Regions from separate parts of the Mus musculus genome. Here region 2 is linked to region 1. The links are chromatin contacts, called in public promoter capture Hi-C maps. All regions are on one chromosome and are shown on one strand. The core of a region is the stretch at or near the end of the contact, and the rest is flanking DNA. Distances in the headings are between cores, read along the strand shown.

Region 1 (3,887 bases), core at 1,196-3,695:
CTCTTCCCCAGCTTTCCATGTGTAGCCAGAGCAAGTTGACATCCCCCACCCCACCCCAAACAGAAGTCAGGAAACAAGGCGACCACAGGGACCAGTTTAGCAAACCCCAATTTATTCATAAATTCCAGAGATCTCAGCTTGACCCTGCTCAGAACCCACACCCCTTGAGCCAATTCTTACAGTCAGGAGATGCAATGGCAGGGATCTGAGTCATGTATCTACTCGTTGAGCTTCAAGAAGTGAACTGTGTCATCTGAGAGAAGGACAAGGGCCAGAAAATGACAATGACAACTGAAGGTGCTGCCTGGGATGTGTTAAGGATCCATAACAGCCTCCAAAATCCTCTAGAAGCATACAGTCTAGATTGGGAGCTGAGGCCCCAAAATAACTAGAACATAACAGCTTGCACTGACTTGAAGCCTGGATAGGAATATCTGGGGCTCCCCATCCATTTCATAAATGTGTCTCGGGGATAAAAATTAGCTGCTTAATGTGAAAGGCTTTGAAAAGACTGCAGTTGCAAGTCCTTCACAGTTCACTTGCTGTAGACGCATCCGGTCTGGAACCAAAGCTTAGTGTTTGGTTTCAGAGCTGGGGTCAAGGGGCTGAGGCACATATTTTACCAAAGTAGACCTGGCCTCCAGGTTCTCTCAGCATCCCTCAGTCCCTACCTGGTATACCCTGCCCTCAACCTTGAACTTTCCAGTCCAGGGGCTTAGCTGCCCTTTTCCCATAGGCTCATCCCTATATAATCCAGACATTTTGGTCTCTCTTCTTCTCTCTCTGAGCTAGAGCCCTTTCTCTCTTCTTTCTCTTTCCTCCTCTCCCCACCCATGAAACTCCCCTGGCCTCCATCCTTGGGGTCAGTGAACTCGCCTGAGAGCAGCTCCCCAACAAACCTGCCTTTAAAATCATCTAATCTGGCTTGAATTGGCTCATTTCTATGGCAGAGAAAGAGCCAATCACCTAGACCCTGTAGTCAGGCTACCTCACTATGCTACGCTACGCAAATGGCATTTATGTGGCCCCTGCTTCACGATGCTATCGGAGAACTGGGGAGTCACAGGCGTGGTGTTCCCAGCAGGGATCAGTACATATAAGGCATTATTGTTATTGTTGGTGTATGCTTTATTGTCTCCCTGGCCTGTTCAAAGGCTCATTGCACAGTCATGCGAAGCTGTTTGGCCCCCACTCTATGACTAAGGACCCTGAGAGGTAGGGAGGACAAGGACATGCCTTTTGGCACCGCTTTCTCTCTGACCAGCCCTGGGTAGGACTACGGCTCCTAATCCAGGGCTCCATTTCCAAGGTTGAGCTATGGACCCCTAATCTAGTACTCTATCTCCAGGGTTTGTGTTCTAGGAGGGTCAGGGCTCAGTGAAGAGCTGCAGCAAGGTGCACAGAGAAATGTAGATGCCCTTAGGGGTCGGTGTGCGCCTTGTGCTTCAGGGAAGAGAGAGGCGAACACACCCCAGGCCTTCATCTCTGTTGGGGTCCTGGAGTGACTGAAGCTTGTCGCTGTCAGCCTTCCTTGACACCTCTGTCTCCTCAGGTGCCTGGCTCCCAGTCCCCAGAACGCCTCTCCTGTACCTTGCTTCCTAGCTGGGCCTTTCCTTCTCCTCTATAAATACCAGCTCTGGTATTTCGCCTTGGCAGCTGTTGCTGCTAGGGAGACGGCTGGCTTGACATGCATCTCCTGACAAAACACAAACCCGTGGTGTGAGTGGGTGTGGGCGGTGTGAGTAGGGGGATGAATCAGAGAGGGGGCGAGGGAGACAGGGGCGCAGGAGTCAGGCAAAGGCGATGCGGGGGTGCGACTACACGCAGTTGGAAACAGTCGTCAGAAGATTCTGGAAACTATCTTGCTGGCTATAAACTTGAGGGAAGCAGAAGGCCAACATTCCTCCCAAGGGAAACTGAGGCTCAGAGTTAAAACCCAGGTATCAGTGATATGCATGTGCCCCGGCCAGGGTCACTCTCTGACTAACCGGTACCTACCCTACAGGCCTACCTAGAGACTCTTTTGAAAGGATGGTAGAGACCTGTCCGGGCTTTGCCCACAGTCGTTGGAAACCTCAGCATTTTCTAGGCAACTTGTGCGAATAAAACACTTCGGGGGTCCTTCTTGTTCATTCCAATAACCTAAAACCTCTCCTCGGAGAAAATAGGGGGCCTCAAACAAACGAAATTCTCTAGCCCGCTTTCCCCAGGATAAGGCAGGCATCCAAATGGAAAAAAAGGGGCCGGCCGGGGGTCTCCTGTCAGCTCCTTGCCCTGTGAAACCCAGCAGGCCTGCCTGTCTTCTGTCCTCTTGGGGCTGTCCAGGGGCGCAGGCCTCTTGCGGGGGAGCTGGCCTCCCCGCCCCCTCGCCTGTGGCCGCCCTTTTCCTGGCAGGACAGAGGGATCCTGCAGCTGTCAGGGGAGGGGCGCCGGGGGGTGATGTCAGGAGGGCTACAAATAGTGCAGACAGCTAAGGGGCTCCGTCACCCATCTTCACATCCACTCCAGCCGGCTGCCCGCCCGCTGCCTCCTCTGTGCGTCCGCCCAGCCAGCCTCGTCCACGCCGCCACCATGAGCCAGGCCTACTCGTCCAGCCAGCGCGTGTCCTCCTACCGCCGCACCTTCGGCGGCGCCCCGGGCTTCTCTCTGGGCTCCCCGCTGAGCTCTCCCGTGTTCCCTCGAGCAGGCTTCGGTACCAAGGGCTCCTCGAGTTCAATGACATCCCGCGTGTACCAGGTGTCGCGCACGTCGGGCGGGGCTGGAGGCTTGGGGTCGCTGCGGTCTAGCCGGCTGGGGACCACCCGAGCGCCATCCTATGGCGCGGGCGAGCTGCTGGACTTCTCCCTGGCCGACGCTGTGAACCAGGAGTTCCTGGCCACGCGCACCAACGAGAAGGTGGAGCTGCAAGAGCTCAATGACCGCTTCGCCAACTACATCGAGAAGGTGCGCTTCTTGGAGCAGCAGAACGCCGCGCTCGCCGCCGAGGTCAACCGGCTCAAGGGCCGCGAACCGACTCGGGTCGCCGAGCTCTACGAGGAGGAGATGCGCGAGCTGCGGCGCCAGGTGGAGGTGCTCACCAACCAGCGCGCCCGGGTCGACGTGGAGCGTGACAACCTGATAGACGACCTGCAGAGGCTCAAGGCCAAGTGAGGGCCTCCCAGATCTTTCCCCTCACCCCCGTCCCCAGCAGCCCCCCTCCCCCTCGCCTGAGACCCTCCCTCCTCAGCCCATGTTTGGAAAAGGTCATTCCCCGGTGTTCGCTAAGTAGAGATCTTTCCTGGCCCCTTCTATGTAACACTGGAGTAGTAGTCTTGGGAAGGTAGACAGAAGAAATGGGGGAAATGGGGGAAATGGGGGAACCTTGCCTAGTGCACGGTGGGCAGCTGCCTGTGAAAGGATGCTAAGTTGCTAGAGTGATGATGACCATAGTCAAGGAAAGGGTCAGAGCACGTTCTGAGGGAGAAGCGAGGCTGATGAGAGCCTGGAAGGATGGATGGGCTGGGAAGAGCAGGAGGGAAGCCAGGCAGTAGTTTTAAGCTTAGCTGTGATGAGGCCCAAGGGAGGGGCGGGGATGGGGGTGGGGTGGGGGCTAGGCCCCTGGGCCTAGCTGAGGTAATGTTATTGCACTTGGTAAATGGACAGGTTTGAGTAAAGGGGACAGTGGATAAAGGCTGTGACCCATTCCACCACGATCCAGTAAAAGAGGCTGAATAATCCGGATATGGGGGCACCCCCTGTAATTCCAGCACTAGGGAGGATGATACAGAACTGCCATGAGTTCTAGGCAAGCCTAGGATACGGAGCAAATACAAGGCCAACCGGGCCTACTTAGCAAGATTTGTTTTAGAAAATTAAAAAAGTTTATTTAAACAAACAAACAAACAAAA
Region 2 (4,285 bases), core at 205-2,704, 160 kb after region 1:
TTTTTGTTTCTTTTTCTGCCTATGAGAATTTGGCTTGATACAGTTGACTTGATTGTTATGGCTCCTCCCCCATGGCCAGCTTCAGGTGATCGATAAACAAGGACTGACAGTTGCTATGTAATGGATTATCAATTGCACAAAATGTCCCAGATCCATGAGACGGTATATAGGAAGTTTGTTCAGGCTAGAGAAGCCTTCCACCACCTCTAAAACTGACTGACTCCAACTCTACTCTTTAGATTTTTCATTAAAAGCAAACACTTGCATGTATGAATGTTTTGCCTGAATGCCTCTACACCATGCATGTGCTGTGCCCATGGAGATGAGAAGAGATTGTACAACCACCTGGAACTGGAGTTACAGATGGCTGTGGGCCGCCATGTGGGTACTGGGACTTGAACCCATGTCCTCTGGAAGCCTAGCCAGTGCTCTAATTCACTGAGCCATCTCTTCAGTCCTACACTTCATGTTTAACTTTCTTGTGTTAGAAAGGATTGTTTCATAAAAGACATTCCCCTCCCAAGCCTAGCTAGTCACTCCATCCTAAGAAATGTTTTCATAATGTAGACCAGAAGTTGATGTCAACTGCCAGACCAAGAGCCAGGGTAAAAACTACAGTGGTGCTGGGTGGTGGTGGCGGCGCACGCCTTTAATCCCAGCACTTGGGAGGCAGAGGCAGCCTGGTTTACAGAGTTTCAGGGCAGCCAGGGCTACACAGAGAAACCCTATCTTGAAAAAAAAAAAAAAAGCTACAGTGCCAATTTGGAAGTAGAAAACTCAACAGTCTTGCTTTTGTTAATTATTGATATATTTTATTTTCAAATTTAGGAAAACCACTTTTAGTTAGGTGTACTGAGCTGTAAATACAGTTAAAAACAAAACAAAACAAATACAGGTTCAGGTCATTACCAGTGACTAATTTTTGTTTTTGAGATAGGATCCCACTATGCAGCCCTGGCTAGCCTGGAACTCACTATTTAGAGCTGGCTGGTCTTGAACTCACTGAGACCCTCCTGCCTCTGCTTCCAGAGCTCTGAAATCAGAGACCAGGGACCAATTTGAGAGTGTGCTAAACCCTAAGGAAAAATAAGTCTAGAGACTGAGGACTATGACAGCAAAGGGGGTTTGAGAGTGGCATCCCTGCCAGCCTTAGCCCTTCTGGCTGATATAAAAGAACTTCGCAAGGACAGGACAGCTATGTAACTGGAAGATCAGTATTTGTTTTGGATGAGTTCTTTTCCTTCTAATACAAGATCCCATTTCTCCAAGCTCTGCTTCCCCGCCCAGTCTGCAAACAAGAGTCAGGTTTCTCTCTCTGCCGAAGGGGCCACCCAGAGCCGAGCTAGACCTGGGGCCCCGTTAGGGGCTTAATCCCGGCTAGTTCCGTCCTACTGACACATCGGCTCGCCCAGGGCGTGGCTTCCGGTAGCGAAGGCATGCTTTCCGGTAGGTCCTTTGCCTTCCGGGGCGGGACTTCCTGCCCTAAAAGAGCCCGGCTGCCAAAGTGATTGGAGTGCGAATTACGCGGGCCCATGGGCTCCCGAGGCCCAATGCTTTTTGGAAAAGGGGTCAGAGAGATCGTTCTTTTTAGCTGATGCTTACTTTTTACATTGCGCGACGCCTCCATTTGCACGAAAGCTCTGGGCTTTTGTTGCCCACCTGAGGCTCTTCCGCTTCCCCTTTCCCCAGGCTCCGCCCCCAGCGTCCCGTGGCTATGACGACCGCTCCGCGGGATTCAGTAGTGTGGAAGCTGGCGGGACTTTTGCGGGAGTCGGGTGAGTGGACTTCTGGCTTATTTGGTTGGGAGTTCTAGGTGTGTTCGATACTGTCCAGAAACGCCGGGAATCACCGAGTCATTGCCGGCGGGGTCACGAGGTGCCGGCGTCTTCTGGGTGTGTTCCTTGTGACGCGTTGTTTACAGTCATGCCTTTGACAGTCTAAACTCTATCCATCTCTCATAGCACTTAACTCTCCAGAGGAAAGGGATCATTAATAGATTAAACACTTGCAGACAAGAACATAATCACTTGTACCGAAAGCCAAGTATAAGCACCTTAGACACCAGAGATTTGGAGACCCACATAGGTTAGTCCCAACCCTCTATCAGACTTGGATAAGTTTTTAGACCCTCAGTATTCTTCTCAGATAGGTTAGCATAGGGATTGTATTGAACGCAAAAGATAGCGGGATTTTAGTTAGCTTATTTAGTGCAGTGCATGCATGCATAATAAGTGTTCAAAAGATAGTGTTACTATAGTTGCTGCCCCAGTGCCTGGGCATGGCAAAGATCACTGTGTTGTTTGGTTTTTGTTTTTTTTTTTGTTTTGTTTTGTTTTTTTGTTTTGTTTTTTTTTTTTTTTTGAGACAGGGTTTCTCTGTGTAGTCCTGGCTGTCCTGGAACTCACTTTGTAGACCAGGCTGGCCTCGAACTCAGAAATCCGCCTGCCTCTGCCTCCCAAGTGCTGGGATTAAAGGCATGTGCCACCACGCCTGGCACTATGTTGTTTGTTATGTGGTTGCCATCATCAGCTAAATGATCACAATCATGATTCTTTGAGAGCTGGGGATATAGTTCAGTAGCAGAGCATATGTTTAGCATGTACAAAACTTTGACTTATAATCCCTAGCATCCTCCCCACACACACAGAAAGGAGAGATTCTTCTTTGAGCCCCGGCTTTCCTATCTGTAAGGTGGGGTTAATGGATGTCTTTAGGAGATAAGGATGAGATCTAGATGAAGCAGCTGTCATTTGGAATGTGTGACCTCGATGGCATTAGTGCTCCATATCTATATACTCCCACCATGGCATCCTTGGAGTCTCTTGATGGCAGTTCATTTTCTGGTTTGTGTTAATAATTACTCCCATGCTGTGCCTTTTCTAGACTTCCAGGGGACACCTTGAATTATGTGCATGTCTATACTCAGTGTCTAGTACATAGAAAAATCTCTTTGTAAGGCTGTAAGATTTATTATTCAGCAAAGATCTGACTTGGCTCCCAGGCTCGGAATCGTAGAGTTCATATATGATTGTGGGGATGGAATCACTTTGTGTCTTGATTATGGTGGTGGTTGTCATAATCTACACTAACAGAATAGAACTGACACTATATTTTATCAACACCTAATTTCCTGGTTTTGATAATTGTACTATAATTCTGTAAGTCAATTTGGGGGAAGCTGAGTGAAGGGTGTGGGAGATCTCTGCTATTTCTTGGTATCCCAAGCCAGCCTTGAAATTATGATCTTTCTGCTTTAGTGACTCATCCTATGGAATTATATATAGGCATATGATGTTCCTCCACCTGACTTCTGCAATATTCTTTGACTTCTTGATTTTTCTCCCCCCATCCCCCTGAGACAGGGCCTCACTTTGTTGCACTGGTCTGGAATTCACAGAGATTCACCTGCCTCTGTCTCTCACATTCTGGGATTAAAGGTGTGCACCACCACACCTGGTTTCAGAATATATTAAAAAAATGTCCACAGTTATTATAACTGTACTTTCCTGATAGAGTGCTAAGTGGGGAATATATCTGAAAGACGACCTCACAGGGCTGATAGTCTTATTAGGTACAACAGCTTTATAGAAGTGCTGTAATGGACAACGACATGCATTTCAATATTGTTTGAGAATTTCTATAAATGTGCATGTCATTCTTGCAACCAGAAAAAGACAGAAAGATCAAATACAGTCGGCCTTTGTGTAAAGTGGGTGGTTGCAGTGTGGAAGCGCAGGGGTGTTATTTCTTTAAATATTTTTATTTTGTGTGTGGAGAGCATCTTTGGGTCAAGGCCAGAGGACAGCTAGGGGCCTCATGTTTCAGAAGCTGTCTTCCTTGTTCTCTGAGCAGGGGTCTCCACTGAGACCTGGGGCTTGCTGATTAAGTAGGCTGGCTAACCAGTGAGCCTCAGGGATCTTTCTGTGACTGCCTCGTCAGTTCCCACCACTATGTGGGCGGTGGAGGTCAGCTTCAGATTCACCAGCTTTTTCAGCTGGACCTTTATTGAGTCATCTGCACAGCCCCCAGAGGTATTGCTTTGCGAAGGCTTGCTGGGTGAAGTTGGTCTCCACCTTGGCAGTAGAAAGGGATGTATCATGATGAGAGAGAGCTGTGAGCCAAGTGGGCTATGTTTCCAACTCTGTAAGTAGCCTAGGCTTCTTTCTTTCTTTCTTTTTTTTTTTTTCTTTCGAGACAGGGTTTCTCTGTGTAGCCCTGGCTGTCCTGGAACTCACTCTGTAGACCAGGCTGGCCTCGAACTCAGAGATCCGCCTGCCTCTGCCTC

The links. Capture Hi-C pulls out chosen DNA fragments and counts their contacts.
Region 2: a contact with region 1 is called in a promoter capture Hi-C map of adipose tissue. The contact joins the promoter of Stk11ip here to the promoter of Des in region 1. A contact is called at or near these places in 4 of 39 promoter capture datasets (the 3T3-L1 cell line, 3T3-L1-derived adipocytes, hippocampal neurons and 1 more), 5 of 115 datasets of contacts at active chromatin or transcription factors (bone marrow-derived macrophages, embryonic stem cells and epiblast stem cells) and 3 of 9 other capture datasets (adipose tissue, liver and pancreatic islet).

Annotation. Positions count from the first base shown.
Region 1 is chr1:75,357,847-75,361,733 of GRCm38.p6, forward strand. It overlaps Des (desmin), which reads left to right and starts at 2,446. Exons shown (of 9, transcript NM_010043.2): 1 at 2,446-3,146. The coding sequence starts at 2,572. RefSeq lists cis regulatory regions at 1-3,094, 1-2,557, 1,510-2,678, 1,953-2,119, an enhancer at 1,509-1,908, silencers at 1,908-1,953, 2,120-2,407 and a promoter at 2,408-2,488.
Region 2 is chr1:75,520,075-75,524,359 of GRCm38.p6, forward strand. It overlaps Stk11ip (serine/threonine kinase 11 interacting protein), which reads left to right and starts at 1,455. Exons shown (of 25, transcript NM_027886.3): 1 at 1,455-1,568; 2 at 1,690-1,775. The coding sequence starts at 1,715.